3 separate regions of the Mus musculus genome follow, and all the other regions are linked to region 1. A link is a contact called in public HiCAR-type data. All regions are on one chromosome and are shown on one strand. The core of a region is the stretch at or near the end of the contact, and the rest is flanking DNA. Distances in the headings are between cores, read along the strand shown. Region 1 has its middle 70 kb from the start of Gm35023. Region 2 has its middle 6.4 kb from the start of Gm35546. Region 3 overlaps Gm35426 (a long non-coding RNA gene).

Region 1 (4,520 bases), core at 668-3,167:
TTGGATTATCCTAGAAAGAGAGCATATGGCAGTTGCTCCCTAGAGCCAAACACAAAAGCAAAGCAATGAGCCCAGATATCTTCTGCAGCTCGTGTAGCATTCAGAAATTATCTTCTACACTCATCAAGTATTTGGAAAAGGCCACTTTAGGAATGTACACACACTCTTCTTAATTCCCAATTTATAGAGAACACATAGTTAACCTCTTTGAATACTCTAAGAGACAATTTTTATAGTCAGTGAAAAATAAGGCCAAGTACATTCACCGAAGTTCAACACAATGGAAGTACCACTGGTCCATCGCTTTTCCATCCTTACATGACGGATGATACGGTGCTGGATGAAGTCGATGTGGTGCTGGTGCCCGGTATCCTTGTTACAGACTTCAAAGAATGTCAGAAACACCACTCTTAAGCCAAACACTTCCTGGGATACTCTCACCACAGGGAATGGTAGTAGAATTATTATTTCATTTCCTTTTTTGTAGTTTACTTTTTATTATGTGTGTGTGTGTGTGCGTGTGTGTGTGTGTGTGTGTGTGTGTGTGTGTGTGTGTGTACAACGGGTATCAGAGTGTATCATTCATGTAGAGGTCAGAGAACAACTGTATGGAGTTGGTTCTTTCCTTTTGCCTTTAAGCCGATTTCTGTGATCAGATTCATGTCATGGCATTTGAGTAGCAAGCACCTTTACCCACCAAGCCATCTTGCCAGCCTCTCATTGCTTCATGAAGCAGTATGAGTGTATGGTAGTTGTACATATGCATAAAGGATGCTTTAAGAGTTAACGAGAAACCACAATAACTTACTATTAGGTTAAATCATTCATTCAGAAATTGGACTCCTTCCTAGAATACTCATCCCAAAGCAAAAATTGTTCTTGGATTAAAACTCTGGGTACACTAGTGCTTTCTGGAGAAGCACACACTAGGCCGTCTTGATTCATACACCATTTTGAAATGCAAATCTGTCTCTGAGAGATGGCTCAGTATAAATCCACCTCCTTGCTAGAAAAAGGAAATGACGGACATTGATACAAGATCATACTTGAAAGGGTCAGCTTGTGGCAGCCATGATTCTTGGTGACCACCAGCAAGAAATTTGTCAACTAAACAAAAGGGGACCAGAGCCATGGCCACAGTTTAACTAGGAAGACGGTCAGTGACTTATCAAGCATATTGCTCTCCTGCCACGACTCACCCTGAACTTGCATGAAGCTCTGCAATGACACATGACCAATGATAATTCAAGACCTTTCTCTGGTTGTACATGGTAGAAATTACAACAGCCGGTTCCAAGCCTAAAATAAAGAACTGCACCAGTTTTGTTGAGCTGAAAAAAGAATTCGTTGGCTCATGTAAAAGATCACAGTTTAGTCTATTAGGATGAAGAAATTGACCTTGAGTAAAAACAAAATATATAATGTATTTTTAGTGTAGGAAATGTTATGTTTCTGTGATCATTTAATGGGACCAACTTAACCTTAAATAATCGTCATTCTGTTAATAAATACGTTGGAACCAGACTGGCAAGGAGAGTTTGAGAAATCCCCTAAGCTTGCTTGGCTTTTGTGTTAAATGATTTACCTTCATGGGGGAAAGTTGTGGGCACAAAAGCATGGGAATTTGTTTGCTATTGGACATTTGCCCTAAGCACATTTTGCAAAGAAAAGTCATTTGTGTATGGAAAAACAATATTCTGGTCAGGAGAAAGCGCCTATGTGTTTTGCAACCAGAAGAATCCTTACAGAGCTCCAGTTTGCCTGCCAATGTTACGAGGAGTCTTTAAAAAGTTAAAATAGCAGAGATTATAGAGTCCACATGTTGGCTGACCTGTTTGTTGTCCTTTCTGGAAGAGCTGTGAGAGTTGAGGGTACGCAGCGGGGTGGGGTTCCAGTAGGTGGGTCACAGGGGGTTGGGTTCACATTTGGTTGTTTTCCATGATTCCATTAAATGAGAACTGATGGAAGCCCTGGAATAAGACTGGGAACATCTTTCTGGCACTTCTGAACAAGAGTCACTTGACCAAGAATTATCCCATGACACAATTGCGGAAATAACAATACGCACGAGCCCGAGACTGTACCGCAGTCAAGTGCTGCACGTCTCTATACCAAGAGGACTGCGTCTACCTCCCTGATCTCCCCTCTCTCTCAGCGGGGCATCTGGGTCACAGGGCTGGGCTCTCCTTACCCCCTTGTTATATTTGTATCCCTCTTCAGCTCCAGTCTGAAAACCCACTCCACCCCGTTGTCAGACCGTTCTTCTGGCCTCCGTGGGCTTGCCGGCACACATGACCATTCATAGACACACATGCATTGTTTTAAGTGTAAAATGTTATCATTTAAAATATCTTGTTAACACACACAAATATAACAAAGTAATGGTGAATTCATACAGGCGTATTACCGCCCTCTATTATTCTGTTTTAATCTTTCCATTTCCCCTTAAATCACCAAGAGTTATTCTAAGTCAGCTCTCTGTTTCTAGAACTAAGAAATGGTTTCCATCTTTGACCAATTTTATGAGAAAGATTGTCTTGAGCCTTGATTTTGCATTTTGGGTTGTTTTTTTTGGTCTCAGTGACCCCTGCGGGCATTTAAAACATATACTTTAGTTCCTCACAGTCCAAATACTTTTTAAGGGGTAATTTCTGCCTACTAATGTTGCCTAGCAACATAGGAAGCATGCCACCTTATAGAGATGTTGACTGAAAGTCTGGGCATCGAAGTGAAGAGAAAATTCCAGCACCATATCTGATGGGCTGTGTACACCAGCTCCTTGGATTTGGCTCTGTGAGTTATGAGAACATACCAGAAATACTTGCTTCAAAATCGTAATGCTAGATACCTATTTCCCCCACAATCTGAGAGATCCCGGAGGATCCCGGAGAGCCTTGCAAAGCTATGTATCTTTAGCATCTAAGCCCTGTGCCAGAGGCATTGTGAACTCCGAGGAAGTGGATCTTGACTAAAGGAAAACTGAATTGAGTAATTCCACTGCAGAATGACAGAGTCTGGGATTGTCACAGCTGAAGCTGTGATGCCCTGGCCAGCAACTAGGAGGGAGGGAAGGAATTCACTTCAAAAACATGAAAACCTTTGTGCCCCTTCCATCTCTGGCCTCACTCAGCATGTTTTTCTTGAATCCATCCATTGGTAGATAGCTGTTTCTTTATTTTAGTTTATTTTTATTTTTATTTTTATTGTGTATGGGTGTTTTGCCTGCATGCATTTCTGTATGCCACCTGCACTCAATCCAGGAGGAGGCCACAAGGAGTCCCCTGGAGCGGGAGTTACAGATGGTTGTGAACGGTCGTGTAGGTTCTAAGAACTGAACCCAGATCCTCTGTCACAGCAGCCAGGGTGCTTAGGTGCTCACCCATTCTTTGCATTTCTGAAGAGTTGATTTGTTAGTTCTACATCCGTTCTAGATGTGAACAGCTAGAAATCAATAATTTGCTGCTGTTTGATTGCAGAATAGATAAGGTCAAATAGATGAAACAGAGAGAGCTTGTACCCAACCTTTCCCCTTTTTTGTCTTCCTGACAATCACATGATGATAATACCTTGAGCCTTCAAGAAGTATTGTGGGAGGTCTGAGGCTATGTCTCAACTTTTAAAGACCTTGCCATGCAGGCAGAAGAGCTGGAGTTCATATCTACAACACTTCTGTAAAGAAGCCAGGTAGGCGTGGATGCCCACCTGAAAGAAGGCTAAAACAAGGGATGCCTGGGACAAGATGTGACAGCCAGAATATGCCTGATCCTATCCCTGGGAGCAGACAAGACAATCCCAGGATCTCACTGTCAGCCATTCTACTCAACTGCGGGCCTCCAGGTTCGGTGAGAGACCCTGTCTTTACAAACAGTATGGAGAGTGGGAACGGATGCTCGGTGGCTACCCGGGGCTTCCACTGGTCAAGCCTGGCTGTGCACATGCTCCTAAATGCATGTGCATAGACACAAAAATAAAATCATTTTAAAAATAAGATCACAGCATTTTCCTTTTTATCTGCCATAGGGTCTACCACATGTCAGGTAGTTTGTTAGAATATGTAAGAGTGACGGATGATGTAATAGTTTGCCATGTAATCATATCTATGTAATTGTGTCGGTGACCGAGAGTGGAGGCTCACGATCTCCATCACATTGCTCAGCCTCCTAGCAGTTAGGTCTACAACTGGCTGACTCTGGCTGCCGTTGGGAAGAGGGGTGATATTGATAAGCATGGGGTGGCAGAGCCTCACATGGGAAAGAGCTCATGAAAGCCCAGAAAGAAATCTCTGCTCCAAATCACTGAGTTTTCTTCCCAGACTGTGAAATTCTTGACATCTCTTTGTTCTTCCCCTTTTCTCTCTCTGAGGGCAACGGGACATCATGTAACTCTAATGCGGTTGGTTTTGTCTCCTCCTTTGGTGATCCAAGCAGAAGGCCTGTGGGTCACAGAGTGGCTGAAACACAGCAATGGGGTGTGCCCATCCCTTTGAGATGCCATTGTCATTCTCTCAGTGAGCTTGGGTG
Region 2 (4,520 bases), core at 628-3,127, 890 kb before region 1:
CTCCGCCTTGAATTTCTACTTTCAACTATACCTTATCCATTATTTTATGGACTCCTGGATCCAAGGGGCCAATCTTCATTCATCTTTGCATTCTCGGTACACCATGCTTGGTAGACACTCCTCAATACAGTCTTATGAGTGCAACCTCTACTTGGGGACTCCTTGCTACACAGTATGGCTTTGTGAGTAGGCCATGGCTCTGCAGGATGCACAGTTGCTATACAGCTTTTCTTCCGCACAAACCTACACGGTAGGCCCAGAATTTCCTCTTCCCATGAAACACACCTTCTCTTCCCCATGTGTTTATTCTAAGTGCTCAGCTGAAGACTTCAGCTCTGGGACGACAGAGATTTTTTTTTTCTTTCAATAGGAAGGCCTCTGCCCCTTCCCTGCTTACTCAGCCGCCTTCACTCCAGCAGCAAAACCTCGGGCGTGCCAGCTACTCAGGTCATTTCGGGAGAAATCTAGATTCCATTTAGACACATTCTGAATGGCTTTAAATGTTTTACTTTCTCAGGGTTCCTCGGAGCCAGTGTTTATCATTAGATGAGTACAGTTACAGAGAGATCGAGGGCTTGCTTTATTCTGGGTCATATCCATTATAAAGGCCTAGGTTAAGCCAAGCTTTCCCCTTGTCCACCACTTTCGTAGGCCTTTGACTTAATTTCCCCGGCTGTGTCACCCCTTTCCTGGGATGAAGCCCCGGGCCCTGGCTGTGCCTGCTGCTTATGTCTCCTGGACCAGCAGTGCCACATTCACAGCCCCTCTTGCTCTCCTGCACTCTCATCACAGTCCGCATCGAGTGTTGGACCCGGCAGCTGACACTTGGGTTTGGCTCAGAGCTGGTTTGTAGATCACATGTCAGAGCAGAACTTGAAGTCTCACGTCCAACACAAAGAAAAATGACGCCAGTGCTTGGGAATGTCTTTAAACAGAAAATATGTCAACTCAGTGAGCCCTCAACTCTGCCCAGCTTTCTCCTTATTGTATTTATGTTAAGATGTTTGCAAAGTGTCATGTGTATGTGTGTGTGTATGTGTGTGAAATGATTTTAGGATCAAGATATGACAAATCTGTGAGTGTGCCTTAAACAAGGACTACAAGGAGCGTCACCCCTGACAATCCTGGCTTTGCTCACCCTGATTCCACTAAGTAAAAACTCTACAAAGGAGAATCCTGGATATTCACACAGACCTTGTGAATCACCTAATAATGATAGAAATAGCCGAAGTATCAGTGATTAATGGGCAGAAGTGACGAGGAAAGGCAAGCTTATGGGAAACTGTTCCTAATGGTGATGTCAGCAAGGAACAATTTGCAGACATAATTACTAAAAAATTATCAGAGTCTTCCTTGTCAAGTATTTTGTATGTTTATAGAGCTGTTGGTGACTCATTTTAGAAGTCTGGGAGACTTATTTGATTTGGAATCAGGACTTTATTATAGCTTAGCTGTTATGTAATAGTTTATTCAGACTGATGGGGAGGTATTCTTCCATGTCAACAGACCTTGTATGTGTCTAGTGAGAGCTCCCCATAATTATTTCAACAATTCATATCTGGATGTTTCCCCTATATTTCCATGCCTAGAATATGCTCTCAGTTTGTATAAAGCAGTGCAAGGGAAGTGGAGAGGCAGGCTACCAGGCTACCACCAACCCTAGTGATCTAGTAGTGTATTGGTCCAGTTTCTTTGGGATATGAGGGTGGACACAGGGGCTGGCTCTCAGGCAAGCTCTACCCTTAATGTGGGCATTTCTATATGTGTTTCTCAGCATAAGGAGCCAGGGTCCTCCATGGCTTTACTGTGGTCAACACTATAATTAGTCAGGCTTTACCCACATATTCCAAATTCCAGTGCTTAAGTGCAAAGTCATCTGGGTACACCCAGTTTGGATGTTGGCTGGGAAACTATTGTTTGATCAACACCTCTAGTTGCTAGCCTGAAGCGTTTCATTTGGAGTTTCGAAAGCACTAATAGCAACCAGATAGACATGTGTCTCTGATGTTGTTGCCTCCAGAACAACTCCAAAATAAATGTACCCAGAGAAATCCATGGCTCCCAAGGAAGGTTGGACCCTCTCTTTGCTCCAAAGGGGATGGTCTGGAGAAACAATTAGGAGGGTAAGAAGGGAGGTCCCTTGTATTCCCTTCCTGGCTGGTGTACTGCCTTGTGCTACTGTAAGAATAATAGGATTAATAGTAAGATTGAGGGGTTATTTTTTGCCTCTATAAACGTTTATCTGTTGACTCAAGGAAGCAGAATTTAAACATAGAGCAGTATAATTCATCTAAATATTTGTTCGTGTGGGTTTATATGCAGATGTGGGGATCTCACTTAAACACATCAACGGATTTATTTTTTTCACGTGGTAACCCTTTATATCTAGGTGATGTTTGTTATTATGGAGAGAAATAAGGAGGAAGGACAGAACTTTGGAATGAAGAATTGAAACAGAGAGGAAAAGAAAAGTGATAGGGCTTCCCCTCCCTCTAGGTAAATGGAGGTCAATACACATTTCCAAGGAAAGCTATGAAATTATTAACACCAACAACAGAAATGCCTCTGTTTTGTAATAATGGATAATGAAGAGTATTTTATGACCCAGAAAGTCACAGCACAAAAGGCCATACTTCCTCTAAGCGGGTTTTAGTTTACAATTAAAAAAAAAAAAGCTTCTGTTTTAACTCTTGAAGTGCACGTTGTCTTGTGAGTGGTCTCCCGAGGGATGATTCTGCTTCTTGGCTACATCAGAAATTCTCTGAAGCTACAGTACAGTCCTGTGACTTCTCTGTGACTGTCCCCCTCTGAGTACTGCCTCCTGGGAAAGGCTGAAGAGCAATTGTGTGGGACTTCTAGGCACTGGTAGGTGCACTCAATACTCACGATGATGGGTTGGTAACATGAGCAGCCACTCCAGCACCGTGTCTTAGAAAGATGACACAGCTGAAGAGCAGCCAAAAGCAGTTGAAGGCAGTTAAGAGCTGGGTGTGGTGGCATAGACCTGCAGTCCCATCTCTCCTGAGGCTGATGCAGGAGGTTGATGTGGTTAAGGCCAGCCTGAGCTAGCTGTAGACGGAAACTCTATTTCCAAACCCCAAATGCTGTGAAAGCAGTCAGGATTGTGTGTATATGATAGGTGATTTCTACAGGTCTGTTTGCTTGGATGTTGATATTTTCTCCCCTTTGTTCTTTATTTCTTCTCTCTGTCTCTCTCCTCCCTTATCTCTCTCGTCTCTCCTCCCTCACTCCTTTCCCCTCTCTCTGATAAGCCAAAGAGAACCAATTAGCACCCATTTTCATGAAATCTTTGTTTAGAGAGCATCAACAGCAAAAAATAAAAATAAAAATAAATAATAATAATAAAATGCTAATTAGCTTTTTAACCAAACCCCTGCTACCTGGAAAGCATTTAATCAAATATGAGAATGCATTAGCTACTGAGTTCTTTAAAGAGTCTCAAGAAGTTGTTATAGATATGACTCAGCTTCTGATGGGTTTCCATTCTAATAAACATATCATAGAATGAAACTATTCTGAGTTATAAAAGACATTTAGTCCCAGGACTCAGTAGGCTGAGGAGAGGGAAGTGCAGCAAAGAAAGATTCTGTTTCAATGGCGACAGAAGGAAGCACTTACTGGATCTTGGCTTCTAATCCTGTGAACACCACAGACTCTCTGGTACGTAGTAAGCACCCATGGGGACACTCTTGTGGGCCTGCAGTTGTGACATCGAATGCAAAGTGCATTCTGTGAAGATGTAAGGAAGATGTGAATTCAGTGAATACAGTCCACTGTTTGCATCATTTCTGACAAAAGCTGAAGAGATAGGAGCGGCGAGGGACAGGGTGGTGGTCCCCAACTGTCACTGCTAGAGCAGGGGCGGGGCTGACAGTGTGTCCTCATTTGCTTTAGGATACTGGATCTATCATCCCAGGACACTTCCTTATTTGATCTTTTCTCATTAGAAAGAAAAGTATATATTTAAAAAAAATGCAAAACAAAACTATCCTGACCAGGTTTCCACTTTTCCTTGCACCTGGCGAGAGAAAAGCAGAGGCAGTGGCCAGCCGGTTCCATTTGCTTCCCATTTAGTTGTGACCTTTTCAAGAGCCCTCACTTTTGTTACCAGTGTTAGGGTTGAGGTTTGTATCTGAAGGTAGGTCCTGGTTCTCTGGGGCACTTCAGACTTCAGGTTCCACTAACAGTTTCCTAGTTATTTATACCCATGAGGGACCAGCTTGCCCTTCTAGTTGGGAAAGAATATTTCCTTGCCACCAAATGGCCCCATTGTACTACTATCAACCCCAGTGATCTTAGACTCCATTCAAGGAAACCAAAGCTTAAAGAGGCCATGGCTCTCTGAGTCTTTTTTGCTTTCTTCTTCCTTTCCTCTTCACCCAACCTCTTTCCCTGACCTCCCCTTTTTTTCTACAGCATTTCATTATGTTGCTCAATCTGGCTTTGAACTTGGGACCCTCTTGCCTCTCCCTCCTGAGTGTTTGGATTACAGATGTCCA
Region 3 (4,520 bases), core at 1,203-3,702, 790 kb before region 1:
CAACACTTCATGAGCGTCTACCAGCTATCATGTCAGATCATCATATTAGGTTTTATTTCTTACCAAATTTAGTGCTATATCTAACCAACTTATAGAGTGAAGGCTTTAATCTCCTTTGTGAACTGGGGCTGAAAAGAGAATTCATATTGCTCACAATTGTACAAATGAGAGCTAGCTGTGGTGACTTAGCCCTATAATCCCTCTTGGGATTAAGACTTCAAGACCACTCTCTGCCACCTGGTACGATCAAGACTAGCCTGGGGCTGCATACACCCTTGTTTCAAATCAACCAATCAATCAATCAAACAAACAAAAACACACAACTGATATTTGGTGTGAGAGGCTTAAGTTCAGTCTTTTGTCTGTCCACACCATTCCAGTCATCCTGACGGTATTCAGTATTTATTAATTTTTTCTTTTCCTTGTAATTTCTTAATTTGAATCCTAGGATATGCACCTAAAAGAGGCTGAAGAGATTTACTTTTCAAACCGAAGTTAATTTGGGAGAATGATATCAACCTAGGCCCGGTCTTTGAACCTGATTCCAGAAACTGCCAGTAAAGTTGACGATCATTCCAAGTTGACGATCATTCCTTGGTGAGATGCTTGCTAGGAAAATGGTTTAAGAACCCAGTCGACAAGTGTCAGTACAGTATGCTCTATTCACTGGGCGATAATCAGTGCCCTGAAGTTCTAAATGTGACTTTCAGGGGACCTTCAAAAGAACAAGTTAAAGAATACTTGGCTCTGCCCTTTTTGAGTGATGGAGAAGAGCTTATACCTTGTTAGATTCTAGATTTTCTGGATCCATAACCCTTTAACATGTTAATTTGGTGTGTGTGTGTGTGTGTGTGTGTGTGTGTGTTCCTCTTAATATACATACTCCAAAACTTTTGTGTTTATTTGGGTGTTGAAAGACTTTGCAATGTGTTGTTTATACTACTAAAACTGTTTCTTTGGATTCTTTCCTCATAGTTAAAGGGCAAAGTTCTGCCTAAGAGCAAAACTGCAGGAAGCAGAAGAGATGACGTTAGGCTCCATGCTCACCTGCCTTCTTGACCCACCACTCCTGGCCTTTCATTTGTCTGATTTATTACTTCTTGTTTGTCCCTGTGACTCTCTGTCTTTCTCTATCTCTGTGTCTCTCTATCTTCATCTCTCTGTGAGTATGTATGCTCTCTCTCTGTCTGTCTCTCTCTCTCTGTCTGTCTCTCTCTCTCTCTCTCTCTCTCTCTCTCTCTCTCTCTCTCTCTCTCTCTGTGTGTGTGTGTTATTTCTCCCTTCAGTAGCAGTGATGTGAATCAGGTAGCTAGCTTTCATAGTCAGGATGAACAATAAGTATCTACCTTCTACACTGCAGAATCTAAATGAAACTTAGACAACTGAATTCCAACTTACACATTAATGTTAGGACTGATGGTATTCTGATGATGACAGGCAATATTCCTGTTAGGCAATTCCTCTTATTCTGTAAATATTAATTTGCAGATAGTTTTGGTTAATTGGCCATGTTGGCATTGAATCTTGTAGTTACTTTTTGCTGAGTAGTTAAGTTGTATATATATTTTTAAAAATATTTGTCGGGCTGGCGAGATGGCTCAGCCGTTAAGAGCACCGACTGCTCTTCCGAAGGTCCTGAGTTCAAATCCCAGCAACCACATGGTGGCTCACAACCATCTGTAATGAGATCTGATGCCCTCTTCCAGAGTGTCTGAAGATAGCTACGGTGTAGTCACATATAATAAATAAATAAATCTTTAAAAAATATTTGTCAGTGGTATCTTTAATAGGATTCAAGTACACTTAATTTCTTTTAATGTGTCTGGACTCAGTGGTCCACAAAGTCCTTTTCTGGAAGATAAGCAAAAAAATCACTTAGATGTAACTTTGTGATCCAACAATCCTTCTACCTCCACGTATTTGGAAATCTGAACCACCACGTCAGATCTGGTGTGACTACCTCTTAGGTTTATAGGACATTGATTAAGACACCAATGACTTGCCTTAGATTTGATTTTGATTCCTTTCAGAGGCCTTCCATGCATGACTCCAACGTGATTGTAAGCTAGTACTTGTTAAGTTCACTGCAAGGTGAAAGGTCATTTGTATGATTTGTAGTGTCAGTGGTCATGCAACTGCCTGTCAACATCTCTGGCAGCTCCGCAGCTCATGGAAAATTATGATACCACACGGAAGCCCTGGCCCTCTGCATCTTGTTTTGAGATTGTATTTATTTCAAGAAGTTTTAATTACATTTATTTATAAATGTGCATGTAAACAAACACACACAATTGAACACAGAGTTTATAAATAGCCACAAAACCATTCTAATTAAATGTCACATGGATTGTAGTGGGAGAGAATCAAGTGGGGCCCTAGGGCTTTTACTGCTTATTTCCGGTTTCCTTCTCTCACAGGACTTTGCTTTTGGCATCTGGATTGTTGACACGGGTGACTAAGCCTTGGCTTGGAGGGCGTTCCAGTCTCCAAGTTGCTGACTTTTGCTTTCCACCTGGGAGCTGGGGTCATTTTTCCAAGTCACGCTGCATCCTGGTTCCCAAGAAGGGATCCTGGGTGGGAAGGAGGCTTGGATCAGGAAACCAGGGCTCCTCAGAGGCAGCTTGCTGCTGTCCTGGGCTTGAAGTCAATGTCCTGAGAATATCCATGGACTCTCTGGGCTGGTCTGAGTAGGAATGGCCCCATTAGACTCATGTGTTCGAATATGCTTGGCATTAGGGAGTAGCATTTTTTAGGAGGTGTGGCTTGACTGGAGGAGGTGTGACTTTATTGTAGGAGGTGTGGCCTTGTTAGAGTATCACTGTGGTGGTGGGGCTTTGAGATCTTAAATGCTTAAGCTATGCCCAGTCTAAAACACATATAGTTCTCTCCTGCTGCCTGGGATCAAGATGTATACCTCTCATCTCCTTCTCCACCACCAAATCTGCCTGCATGCCACCATGGTTTATGCTGTGATGATAATGGACTAAGCCTCTGCAATTGTAAGCCAGCCCCAATTAAATGTTGTGTTTTGTAAGAGTTGCTGTGGTCATGACATCTCTTCACAACAATAAAACCCTAACTAAGACACTCTCAAACTGCCTTTTAAGAGGCATCTTAAGACTGGACCAAGGGTACAATCAGCTAATTAAAAGAAGCATAAATTCAATTAAACACACACATTTTTGCTCATGAGCCAGCAGTTAACCAGTTTGGCTATTATTTCAAACCTTGATTTGAAGCAAGATCTTAGACAACAAAACCCAGTACGCTTGCTTTGATTAGCTTTGAACAAGAAAGTCATGCTGAAAAAAAAAATGAGTAGATTATATGAATTCATTTAAATGACAATTTTATTTTCATTCTTTCTGCCAATGGTTTGGATCAAAATTTAATCCTTATATAATTCGTGACCTGAATGATATTTAAAATATGAATCACTTCAATAGTAAGAGTCTCTAATAGGTTAAAATATGGTTGGTTGTGGCACTGTGGCTAAGGTATCTAAGTTGATAGAGTACTTATTCAGCAAGGCTGAAGTTCTGGGCTCCATCTCCTGCATTGCATTGATGAGTTACAGTGCACCCTGTAATCAGGAGGATAAAAAGCACAGGGTTATCCTTGGCTATTTGGTGAGTTATAGGCCAGCCTGGGACACATAGGTCACTGTCTCCAAAACAAACCCAAAAACAAACAAACAAAAAAACAAAAGGAGGGAAACTATGACTATAGTTTTAGTTAAAGGCTGAGCATGTTACTGGGTGATAGTTTCTTGCTAACAGACTTCCCAGCTTCCCTTGATGCCTGCTAACCAGTTTTGGAAGGGAGGGACTATGGTATGGTAGTCCTTGTAAGGGTGCACATCCTATCTTCTTCTGTAGGCTTTTTGCCATCTGCACATAAGTGTCAAGATACTCCTTACTGTGCATAACCATGGTCCCACCTAAGGTCAGACCAAGCCTTCTGTCCTTCTCCTGATGCCTTAAATAAAGTTACATAATCAAGGCAAGTTGGAGGAGGAAGACAACAGGAATCTGTCTCAATGCCATGCCTTATGGCGTGGGCAGGCAGAAGATACCCAGAGGTCCACCACCACACGGCTTGCCTTCACTGGGAGCTACTACATGTGTGAATGTGTGGTGGATGGATGGGAGAGAAAGAGAAGTAGAACAGTTTGAGCATTATAGAGGTGGAACTGGAGATGTGAGAGTAAAGAGCAACAGCCTGATGTGAGTAACAGGCCCCATCACCGATGCCATGGAGGAATCCCAGCCCATGCAGCCACTGAGGGCCATGTCTGGGATCATGGCGATGCAGCAGCAGTGGTGTAATGTTGATTCACCTGAGGTAGTTGCCATCTCCAAGTCTTACTGCTTCTATCTACTCACCTAGGCCTAGCCTTAGCCCTATGGAAGCTTCCAGCTTCTGTACAATCTAACTTAGGCCTAGAACGTTTTCAGCCTCTGAGACTTGCTGCTGAATAAGCTCACCCTTTCTTGTTCTTTCTGAACTCTGGCTGGCTA

What was found. HiCAR-type assays count read pairs that join an accessible place to other places.
Region 2: a HiCAR-type map of fibro-adipogenic progenitors shows a contact between it and region 1, with 5 times the contacts expected there. The contact joins two enhancer-like sites. A contact is called at or near these places in 2 of 484 Hi-C or Micro-C datasets (myocytes and olfactory sensory neurons) and 1 of 115 datasets of contacts at active chromatin or transcription factors (fibro-adipogenic progenitors).
Region 3: a contact with region 1 is called in a HiCAR-type map of fibro-adipogenic progenitors, with 7 times the contacts expected there. The contact joins two enhancer-like sites. A contact is called at or near these places in 1 of 484 Hi-C or Micro-C datasets (muscle stem cells) and 1 of 115 datasets of contacts at active chromatin or transcription factors (fibro-adipogenic progenitors).

The regions. Positions count from the first base shown.
Region 1 is chr1:185,686,093-185,690,612 of GRCm38.p6, reverse strand. No RefSeq gene overlaps it. Among named protein-coding and RNA genes, the nearest start is that of Gm35023, 70 kb to the right of the region's middle. Within about 2 kb of position 1,917, at least 3 of the 459 cell types and tissues checked have an H3K27ac peak or open chromatin away from gene starts, as enhancers often do. A contact at or near this core is called in fibro-adipogenic progenitors, where this site is marked.
Region 2 is chr1:186,578,683-186,583,202 of GRCm38.p6, reverse strand. No RefSeq gene overlaps it. Among named protein-coding and RNA genes, the nearest start is that of Gm35546, 6.4 kb to the left of the region's middle. Within about 2 kb of position 1,877, at least 40 of the 459 cell types and tissues checked have an H3K27ac peak or open chromatin away from gene starts, as enhancers often do. A contact at or near this core is called in fibro-adipogenic progenitors, where this site is marked.
Region 3 is chr1:186,476,688-186,481,207 of GRCm38.p6, reverse strand. All of the region lies in intron 1 of Gm35426 (a long non-coding RNA gene), which reads left to right. Among named protein-coding and RNA genes, the nearest start is that of Gm35426, 7.5 kb to the left of the region's middle. Within about 2 kb of position 2,452, at least 46 of the 459 cell types and tissues checked have an H3K27ac peak or open chromatin away from gene starts, as enhancers often do. A contact at or near this core is called in fibro-adipogenic progenitors, where this site is marked.